Linked DNA regions of Mus musculus: all the other regions are linked to region 1. Evidence: chromatin contacts called from public Hi-C data. All regions are on one chromosome and are shown on one strand. Each heading gives the region's core, a stretch centred on a gene start, on an enhancer-like site or on the middle of the called end of the contact. The rest is flanking DNA. Distances are from core to core; before and after follow the strand shown.

Region 1 (3,480 bases), core at 557-3,056:
CGCTCGCTGTTCTTCATTTTATAACAGCCCTTAAGTTCCTTTTGTCTTTCGTATGTGGTAGCTGCTCTCCCTCTCTTCCTTATAGACCCTGTGGGTGGTGGAGATCTCTGGAGTGAGATTAAAAATGAATGAGGAAAGCTAGAGTAGTTTGTCTAAGGCGGGGTTAAGAGGAACTACATGGAGGAGGTTTAACAAAAGACATCGATGTTTTAAATGCACAGAAATGCCACCCATCAATAATAAATGGTGTGGCATGAGCAGATGTGACAAATTGAGTTATTACTGAATATGGATCAGTTAGTGGAGGGGAAGCAAGCAGCATGGCCGGTGTTTTACAGTTTCTAAGTGCTAAGTGAAAGCTGTAAACAACTTGAATACCCATTTTAGGATTGTGATGGCTGCTATGTGAACATTCTTAAGGTTTGGAATTTGCAAAAATTCCAGTGAAATTTTGTATATTTTTAAAGTGAGAATTAGTACGGACGAACAGCTTTGCTTTCCTGGAGAGGTAGACAATCTAAAATGGATTTCATGCTGGTCACAGCTGAGTGCTTGCTTGTTGAGAGCTTGTGTTGTAATTGTTCTGAGGAGTGGCATGGAATTACAAAACTCAAGTCATGTGAAACTGCTACCCAGAGTTTTTTCTACACTGCATTGATTATGAATCTAGGTCCCTGCTCAGGTACACACTTAAACTACAAGGGACTTCTCAGGGACCCTTCCCCATGCTCTGAGGTTCTTTCAGCCCCTTGCCATGTTGATTCAACAGATAATTCTACACACATGGCCAACTGAAAGATAGCACTGTAATTTTATCAGACAGAAAGTCTCATCAAGTAAAATGAGTAGACAAAATCTATAAGGTAGAGTAGAATATTCGATAGGTACAGGCCCAAGAGAACACTAGTTTTCCATGTGCCCTGCTGTATCACAGAGGATAAGTGGGTGAGGGGTGTTTAAAACTAGTCCTGAGTTCCACGTTGGAATTGCTGTGCCTAATGAAAACGGCAGGCTTGGTTAAACATGAAACTATTCCACTCATCTTAGCATTGACTCCTGTGTGTCTTTTTTGGTAACTGGTTTGCAATTGGATAGCTCTGCTTTGTTGCCCCAACAAAACTGAATTCCTTTTCTCTCTTCCTAATGTGAACAAAATGTTCATAGTCCTTGCATGCAATGCCAAGTTGGTTTAAACAAGTTTGTTAGACCAGAAAGACACGTTACTGAGTTGTTGGATTTTCTCAGTTTTTGACTGTGTTTCAGCTGAGCCGATCTGTGCTCAGGACTATGTGAAACAATGTTACTGACTTTGCTCTTAGCTGTCTGTGTTGGTTAACCTTCAGTGTTTTCTATCCTTCCCCCAGTGTTTCCAGGTACGGAATTTACTTGAATTTAATCTTTTCACCTCCTAGCAATCCCAGCTTGTCTTAAAAAAGGACTTGTCAAACTGACTTTAGAGCCACCAAATAAATGTGTTTTATAGTCTCCTTAGATACCCACCTCAGACCGCCTCACAGGGGAAGGTCCCATGGTTAGAGTCAGCAGTTCTCCTCAAGTCATCTCTAGTCACCTTCTCTGGCTTGTAAAGAAGGTGTTGAAATGTGAGAAGGGCTGGTCGTCGTGAAATCAAATTGTGGCTCTGGGTAATTAGGGGAGAAAGCCCAGGGTTTCACAGCACATTGTCTGGCTTTCAGTTGCAGCTGCAAACAACGGATATGAACTTAGCCAGTTGCTGCAGTGCAGCTGCCTCAGAGCTGGGCTTTGTAACTGGCTGAAGTCAAATGAAATGACTGGAAAATTCCAGTCAAGTACCACCAGTGGGAACATGTGGAATTAAATAGTGTGAGCAACTGCTGGCTGACTTGGGGAGAAACTTCAGACGTGAGCTTGAGGGTGGTAGTCAGGATTTGGGGGGCATTTCTGGCCTCTTAAACAAGGGTCCATTGTTTTGACTAGTTTCCTTGCAGGAGCTAAGTCTCACGGCATCAGAGTTTCGTGGAGTGTGTGGCTTATCTGCCTTCTTGACTCAAGTCACCCAGTCCTTTATTCTTTTTTTTTTTTAATTTAAAAAAAAAAACCGGAACAAACAAACTTACTGCATAACTGGCTCTGTAACAAACTGCTACTGCGTAAACTGAATCTCAGAGGCTCTGTCAGATGGTGCTGGGGGAGGGGCACACAGAACTCTGCCCCTTCCTACTTAACCTGTCCCCTCAGAAGCTGACTGCAAAACTGGGAACAGGTTCATTTGCTACAGTTTTTTATAATTGTTATAACAAAAGGATTCCGCAAGGACAAGAGCGGTCTTACTGAGGAAGGTTTTGTATTTATCAATGGGTAAGGGTTTTTTTTCCCTCTCTGAACTATTTGCTTCATTTGGAAAATTAAGAGCTTACTGGGAAAAGCTGTGAGGAGTCAGGCCCCTGGTGGAGTTTAAGGAAACCATCTTCTGTTCCGAGGTTTGGAGCATGTTATCTCTGCCAGTGCTTGAGAGCCATGCTTGCCAAATAATTCCCTGTCACAGGGATTAAGCACTTATGCAAAACATTTGATTAAGAGACTTAAAGAGATCTCTCCCGAGGCACATGATTGGTAGTTGTTGCGGATACCCCACCCCCACCCCCAAAGAGCCTCTGTCTTGTCTCTCAGTATTTATATTAATAGTGATGAGTCGTGCAAAATGGAGATAGTCAGTGAATGATCTCTGTAGAAGGCAGGGCTCTGTTAGATATATCATTAATTAAGCCCCTAGAAGCTTCTGTTCATCTTAGCCAGGAACCTCCACCCTCACCCCAACTATGCTCTACTTTAGTTAGTTTTAGAAGGAGACAAATAAATGTACTGTTCCCAAGGCTCGCTCCAAAGCAGGCGTAGGGAGCTCTGCTGTGGAGTGGCGCCCTCCCCCCAGCTGTGTTAACTTGTGCATCTTCCACCCCACAGGTCACGATTATCTTCAAAGCACAGCACGAGTGCACGGATCAGAAGGTGTACCAAGCTGTGACAGATGACCTGCCGGCCGCCTTTGTAGATGGCACCACCAGTGGGGGGGACGGTGACGTGAAGAGTCTTCACATCGTGGAGAAGGAGAGTGGCCGCTACGTAGAGATGCATGCCCGCTACATAGGCACCACAGTGTTTGTGCGACAGCTGGGTCGCTACCTAACCCTCGCTATCCGGATGCCCGAAGACTTGGCCATGTCCTATGAGGAAAGCCAGGACTTGCAGCTGTGTGTGAATGGCTGCCCCATGAGTGAATGCATTGATGATGGACAAGGCCAGGTGTCTGCTATCCTGGGGCACAGCCTGCCTCACACCACCTCAGTGCAGGCCTGGCCTGGCTACACACTGGAGACTGCCAGCACCCAATGCCACGAGAAGATGCCGGTGAAGGACATCTATTTCCAATCGTGTGTCTTCGACCTGCTCACCACTGGTGATGCCAACTTTACTGCTGCAGCCCACAGTGCCTTGGAGGATGTG
Region 2 (3,480 bases), core at 314-2,813, 560 kb before region 1:
CAGAAAATCCTTGAAGTCGACAAACTTGGAATTCAGTAGGAATTCAGTAAGAAGGCTACCTATTCAGGAACATTCAAATTTACTTCTAGTAGAGACATTGAAACTAATTAGGCATTACAAAGAACAGAGCCAGAATAGCTCAGGGCTGGTCTGCAGAGTGTTTACTTGGGACAGTAGCCAGTCTTACCCAAACAAGGGAATACACAATGGCCTAGCTAATAGGTGGGTTTACCATGTAAAAGTTAGGGAATCCCACTGAGACAGGAATCTTCACTACAGCCAGGTATAGCAGTCTACATTGCATATTAGAAGCAAGTTGGTGAATTCTTCTGACAAATGGAGATTCTCCACAGATACTTAAAAGAACAGCCAAGTTACACTCATACAAGAATTTATCAGGCCTAGGAAAGAGGGGGGTTGTGGTATTGCATTATTCATGAGAAGGCCTGCTAGAGCAGAACCCCCTGGTGCTAGCTTTAACAAGGCTCAAAGGAGTAGCACAAATTGTGACTAGGGTGTGAAATCCTTACCTGTCATTTGCTGACCCTAGGCAGGGCGGTTTTATCTTTACTGTAAATATTACCTGGTTCCTGTAAGTCCTTTTGAAGTCATTCCTTTGTTTTGTGTCAGGTAACTTCAATGTACTTTGCCTGCTGTGACATCCTACCCCCTTTATTTTCTGTATTATTTAAGACTGGTGTTCACTTTGTGACAATACATTCAGATTCTACACAATCTCCTGTTTTGCATCTGTCTGTCATTCATTCGCCCGACTCCTTGTCCACCTGCAACTAGAGACCCATTCTATGCAAACAAGGGACCAAGAGGGTCTGCCGAAGTTTGGCGCTATATACCACTCAGAATAGTATTTTAACTTCCATTCACTTACCTACAAATTTTGTGATTTCATTTTTCTTTACAGCTGAATAGTGTTCATTATGTATATGTACTAGATTTTTTTTTTAATCCATTTTTCAGTTGAAGAACATTTAGGTTGTTTCCATTTCCTCACTGTTGTGAACAGAGCAGCCAAAAATCAGTGCTAAGCAAGTGCTTGTAGAGGAGGATGTTAAGTCCTTTGGGCATATAAGAAGGAATAGTATAAGCGAGTCATGCAATTGATCTTATTTTTTAGAATAATCCACACTAATTTCCATAGTAGTTGTACCAGTTTGCAAAAACAACAATGTATAAGGGTTCTCCTTTCCTTACATCCTTGCCAGAATTTGTTCTAGGTGATTTTGTTGGTCTTATTCAGCCTGCCAGGGGAAAAATGAAATCTCAAAGTTGTTTTTTAATTTGCATTCCCCTAACTGCTAGAGACCGTGAACTATTTTTAAGTGACATTTTAGCCATTTTTATTTCATCTTTTGGGAATTTCTGTTCAGATCCATAACCATTTGAGTTATACAAATACATAATAGAAAATTCAAAAAAGGAAAGTTTCCAGTTGGTAAAGAGAAAAAATAATCTGTGGAAATTCACCAAGGTCAGCTGACTAGAAATAGTGGCAAAGCCAGTGTGAAGGTCACAGGACTCCCTTCACATAGCTATGGCGTGAAGAGCAGCTGTGTGACATCTGTTGTTTTTCATTTTGCAAGATTTTGGTTTCCATGGCCTTTACTATTCTGAGAAAACTAATGTAATATTCCCCAAATAAATTAAGATCTTCTTGGCTTCTTAAATGTAAGCTTCTATTAAAACTAGACTAGGAAAAAGAATAGTGAAAATCTTCCACTGGGATTCTGGGGTCACTGTAAAAAGGCATGAGTACTAGGATTTATTCAGCTGTTGTTTTCTATGCCTGATGACAATTGATTGTCTTCACCTTTGTACTGTGACTGTTAAGTTCATGTGAAACCTCAAAGATCACATCTGATCATCTTTATTTTATGCTCTGTTTGGGGACAAGTTGGCCTTCCGTTACTGCCATCCTTAAGCCTTATTCTCCTGTTCTGATCACCTACTCCTGTCTCCAGGGAGTCTGAGTTCAAATCCAAGTCTGTTACTGATTACTTTGCTCATTCCTCTCTGCTTGTCTAAATACTCAGAAAATTAATATTTCTTATCTGTTTCCTTTTCTTTTATTGGATAATTTCTTTATTTACATTTCAAATGTTATTACCTTTCCTGGTTTCCCCTCCAGAAACCCCTTATCCCATTCCCCTTCCCCTTCTTCTATAAGGGTGTTCCCCTACCCACCCACTCACTCCCCTCTCCCTGCCCTGGCATTCCCCTACACTGGGGCATCAAGCCTTCACAGGACCAAGGGCTGCTCTTATCTTTTAGAAAGATTTTGAGAACTAATAACGGCAACATTGCTTTCAATAGGTATTTTAATTTTGAAGCTATTGTATTGTGGACAGCCGTGGGGCTAATTACATTTGATGTTAATTCCATTCTCCTGAGAGGGGTTGTGAACAAGGAATGAGTTAGCACTTAGGTGATTTCCTGTAAACCTACTTCCCACTTTAATTTGAAAAATAAAGGAGAGCTGATGATTGGGCAGATAAAGGGAAGGTGGAGTGGAAAGTGGGGAGAGAGAATAAGTAGAAAATGGGAGAGAGAGAGAACACAGGAGGAGGAAGAAGAAGAAAAGCAGAGCAGAAGCACATGGCCTGGAGAAACTGCAAGTTCTCAGGGGTCTCATAGGTGTGGAAGATGGTAGTGTAGAAGTAGATCTGCCCAATCTAGGTGCACAACATGTATTCATATTAACTGTATCATGTTTTCATTGCTGGGGCATATTTGGGTTGGAGATTTACCACAACACTATTGGTATTAACTTTAAAACATTCATTTTCTTTTTCATTGTCTCTAAACGTGAAAGAAGGAAAGAGGTGGAGAAGGGTAGGTGACTTACTGTGTTTCCACAGATAACATCAACCAAAGGAGGTGTTAGGGAAGAAAAAATCTCGTACATCTCCAGGAATCGTTATGTAAAGAGAAATTCTTGTCATTCAGACACTAAATATGAAGCATTTATTATAGAGTATCTTCTCTGTATATTTCATCTTAGAAATCTGCAGCCAAATTTTTTATAGATGAACTTTTTTGCTCAAGAGTTAAATAATATTCCAAATTATTAAGAATACAAACATCAACTTTTAGCTATTGTCTATATTATTAGAGAGAATAGATAAGGCAAAAGTTAGTTAATCTTTTTTTTTTTTTTTACTTTTAAAGATAGGAGAAGTTTATTACTGAATATGAACATGAGCATATCCCTGTATCCAACAACATCAACTAGGAAGTGCTGATTATGTCTTTGCATACAGTTTTCCATTTGCATACCAATAATCAGTTTGTAGAGCAACTATTAGTTATTTATTTGCATACCAATTATAGCTCAGTAAACACGGGGAAGGAAAATGAATGCCACCACCCACATACTTGATTCTCTATGGATAGGGGTTACCAGGAACTGGATCATTCATGTTTGCCTTCCCAATATCTAATACACTGCAAACTTTGCAGGTC
Region 3 (3,480 bases), core at 381-2,880, 530 kb before region 1:
GAAGAAAGGAAGGAAGGAAGAAAGAAAGGAAGAAGAAAGTACTAAGTATCAAGTGCTAATACTTCACTTAGTTCATTTTCTTCAGGGCTTCTCTTACTGGTTGCTTGGCGATTATAAAATGGCCACTATTCTGAACAAGCATGATACCTTCATTTGTGAAGCAATTGTTCATGACCAAATTTTTGACCAGACACTGGGACTGCTGACATAATTGAAACACAGCTGACATGTCTCAAGAGTGTGATGTGCTGATCCAGGACACTCCACACTGCTTTCTTTCACCCAGATATTTAGATAATAGTCCATGAGGTGCCTTTCTCAACACAAGACTTGAGAGCTTCATTTCCTCGGTATAGCTCTCACATTCAAGCTGTCTGGAGCATAAGCTCTGCATGTGAGATCTGTGTTATGGCAAAAGAAGATGCAGGGAGTCAGTTATTCTGAAAGGTCAAGAATGATGAATTACCTCTTTCTAGAATTTTTTTCAAACCATGACTTCCTACCTATATTTTGGTCTACAGAGTCAAGTCCTCCATACATGAGACCTAAGAAGTTCTGATTCAAGTGACAGTCTATACCTATCAGGTTATCCTTGTAAATATTTAGGTTTGACAAAAACCAACTGAGATTGATTCAATTTGTATGCAGTTTTGTTTTTTTGGTTTGTTCTATATTTGGATGTGGATGGAATGCAGGGTTTCCTCATATATGCTTCATAAGCATTCTAATATTAAGTTATATCCCATGTTCTTATATTTATATCTTACTCTATATAGGAATTAAATGCATACTATTGTATATATATTTTTTATATAGTCACAAGTCCCTACTATGTACAATACATTATGAAAAGATTTCTTCTATCAACATATTGTCAGAGATATTGATGGAAGGTATATTCATACAGACACAAATGTGTTACTGCATATACATGTATAATAATATCACACATCTTACAGGTTCAGTTTACTCAGAGGGCACCAGCAACATTCTCCATATACTTGAAAACCTTTATTTCATTAAAAGAATCTGCCATTGGATCCTATTAACATACTCCAATAGAAACCATATCTAATAAATATATGTCTACTTCTTATTGAATCTTTATAGTCCTTGTGGCTTCCAAAATCTGAAAGATTTAGATTTTTTAAAAAGACACTGCAGATATGGTACTAGTTCCTCGGATCCCCCCGGTTCTTTGCTCTCTTCTTCTTCCACCTGCCTCTCCAACCTCCATACTAGCTTGATCCAGACAGCCAGAGCCTATACTTTGTGTTGTACGCACTCTAAGCCTTGAGCTCTGTTCACCTCTGTTACAGAAGTGTCTGTGATTTGAACCATCAGCATGGTCATTTGTGGGGTGTGTGTGTGTGTGTGTGTGTGTGTGTGTGTGTAAAAGTGTGTGTAAAGGTGTGCACTGAAGGTAGCCTCACATTATCACAAGTCTCTCAATAGTAATTTAAAAAGAACCAGTGTCTTCTGCTTGCGAGTAGCTATCTTTCTGTCTCATTGTGGATCTCTGTCTTCTGATGTAGTCAGTTTTTATATAATATAGACACTCAGACTCCCAGAGTGTAGGATGTTTGTAACACATTTTCTATGAGTCACTGTGCACAGGGAGGTTTTCTAATGAGTAACACAGTCATGTCATTCTGAGTTCACTTCAGCTCACATCCACAGTGACCTTGCAAAAAGTCTCATTTGGAGTGTTTTGTTTTGGTTAGGATCTTGTGTTTTCTGTGCTTTATTTTTTTATCATTCAAGTGAGAATAAAAGTTCTTATTTTATAACTATATGGCTCCTTCTGGGAAATCTGCCTTCTCTGCATCAGACTTTACACCCCATTTGTTTTACTTAGTCATCCTATTTTCCCTGTGTCTGTATTTATCTGAATAAGTAAGTCATCTTTCCTCAGGGCTGCAAGACTTTTCACTCAAATCTCTAAAGACTGATTATACTATCCCGAAGTGAGCACAAGCATTGGCCAGCATTTATAACTCCCTGGCAACGCAAAACAGATGGCTAAGGAAATCAGATGCATTATCTCATAGACTTAGCTAATCTCAAAATTATGAGTCCTTTTGGATGTGTGAGCTGAATATGGAGGCAGCTGTAGAGTGACACATTAAAGCTGATACGATTGCTTTTTGCTTCATCCTCCAACGACCCATAAATCTTGAGCTGAGCTTCACAGGAAGTAGGGGTCATTGGGTCGTTAGGAAGATGGGCTATAGCTTGTGTTTACTTTTCAAAGGAATGTAAAACATAGGAGCTACTCAACCATTTCTACATAGTCACCATTTTCCAAATGAAAATTATGTAGAAAAACTAAGTTTTTAAAAACACTGATTTTAAGATTAAACTCATGAGGAAATATTGTAAGTAAAATTAATCAAACAGAAAACTGTATTTTCAAATGATCTACAAGTATTATCAGCTCATTAAAAGAAAATCCTCAGTGTTTTCATGATTCAACATATTATTAGTATCATTGTTAAAACTTCATGGGGTTCATAACTCTTAGCATACTCTGAGAAGAATGCTGTAACAAGAGAGTTCCAAGGTAGTGAATTCTGCATCTATAGTAACATAAATTACATAAGGCAGACTCCTGCAAACAAAACCAAATTTAAGTCTGGTTATTCTTTTTCCAGTTATTTAATGCATGCACAGATATATATTAATAACTTCTCCAATATAGCAAGAATCTAAATTATAATTTCCAAGAATAAACTATTTAACAACAGTTTTTATCTACAAACTGTGTGGCAAAGCATGCATGTTGTTTTCATTATTTATTATAGTTAATGTATGAAAGTGAGCTTAAATAGGGATTGAATTATTCTTTCTTTACTTTGAGTATGTGAACAATTTTTCTCATGGTAAAGAAAAGTTTCTGGAAAAGAAGTTATATATATGTCAACTACTGGATAAAAGTTGGAGAAAAGTCACACATAAGACAGCTTAGAGTCTGCTGTGGTACAGACTCAAGAGAAAGTCAACCTTCTGTCACAGGACATCTGGGGACAGAGTGTGCAAGGGTGAGCACTGAGACTTTCTGAAAAATCATTTAATTTTTGAACTTGGCTAGATAGAGTCCTTTCATGATTCTATAGCAATATGGGTGAGAAAAGAGATGATGGGCAGGTCTGTGCTGCCCCATTGCTTGGTCTTTCAAATTTTTCTAGAGAGCACTGAGCACAGATCACTCATCGATGATTTACATACTGAATGATGATCTCTCAATAATAATTTGATAATACTGAAGACTGAGACACATTTCTATTTTGTTTTTAGAACTTAAATTTACTGCATTATATGTATTTGCTATTTGTATGTGTGTAAAAACAAAGGCAGTAATACCATTTTTAACTAAGGCTCACTTCTTGTTGTAAACAGCTTTCAAAACAGTCTCCATCTCCTCTTCAGATAAGTAGTGGTTCATTTACGTGGTATTTCTGGAAATTCCAAATCTATGTG

What was found. A called contact is a pair of places that touch in the nucleus more often than the background predicts.
Region 2: a contact with region 1 is called in a Hi-C map of muscle stem cells, with 2.0 times the contacts expected there. The contact joins two enhancer-like sites. A contact is called at or near these places in 1 of 15 datasets of contacts at CTCF or cohesin (the NIH/3T3 cell line), 1 of 484 Hi-C or Micro-C datasets (muscle stem cells) and 2 of 115 datasets of contacts at active chromatin or transcription factors (embryonic basal ganglia and heart atrium).
Region 3: a contact with region 1 is called in a Hi-C map of tail fibroblasts, with 4 times the contacts expected there. The contact joins two enhancer-like sites. A contact is called at or near these places in 2 of 484 Hi-C or Micro-C datasets (muscle stem cells and tail fibroblasts) and 1 of 115 datasets of contacts at active chromatin or transcription factors (embryonic stem cells).

What each region holds. Positions count from the first base shown.
Region 1 is chr17:15,807,262-15,810,741 of GRCm38.p6, reverse strand. It overlaps Rgmb (repulsive guidance molecule family member B), which reads left to right. Exons shown (of 5, transcript NM_001372257.1): 5 at 2,941-3,480. Among named protein-coding and RNA genes, the nearest start is that of Rgmb, 22 kb to the left of the region's middle. Within about 2 kb of position 1,806, at least 90 of the 459 cell types and tissues checked have an H3K27ac peak or open chromatin away from gene starts, as enhancers often do. A contact at or near this core is called in muscle stem cells and tail fibroblasts, where this site is marked.
Region 2 is chr17:16,371,259-16,374,738 of GRCm38.p6, reverse strand. The region is part of intron 2 of Gm41534 (a long non-coding RNA gene); the gene reads right to left. Among named protein-coding and RNA genes, the nearest start is that of Gm41534, 140 kb to the right of the region's middle. Within about 2 kb of position 1,563, at least 10 of the 459 cell types and tissues checked have an H3K27ac peak or open chromatin away from gene starts, as enhancers often do. A contact at or near this core is called in muscle stem cells, where this site is marked.
Region 3 is chr17:16,338,486-16,341,965 of GRCm38.p6, reverse strand. All of the region lies in intron 2 of Gm41534 (a long non-coding RNA gene), which reads right to left. Among named protein-coding and RNA genes, the nearest start is that of Gm41534, 100 kb to the right of the region's middle. Within about 2 kb of position 1,630, at least 51 of the 459 cell types and tissues checked have an H3K27ac peak or open chromatin away from gene starts, as enhancers often do. A contact at or near this core is called in muscle stem cells and tail fibroblasts, where this site is marked.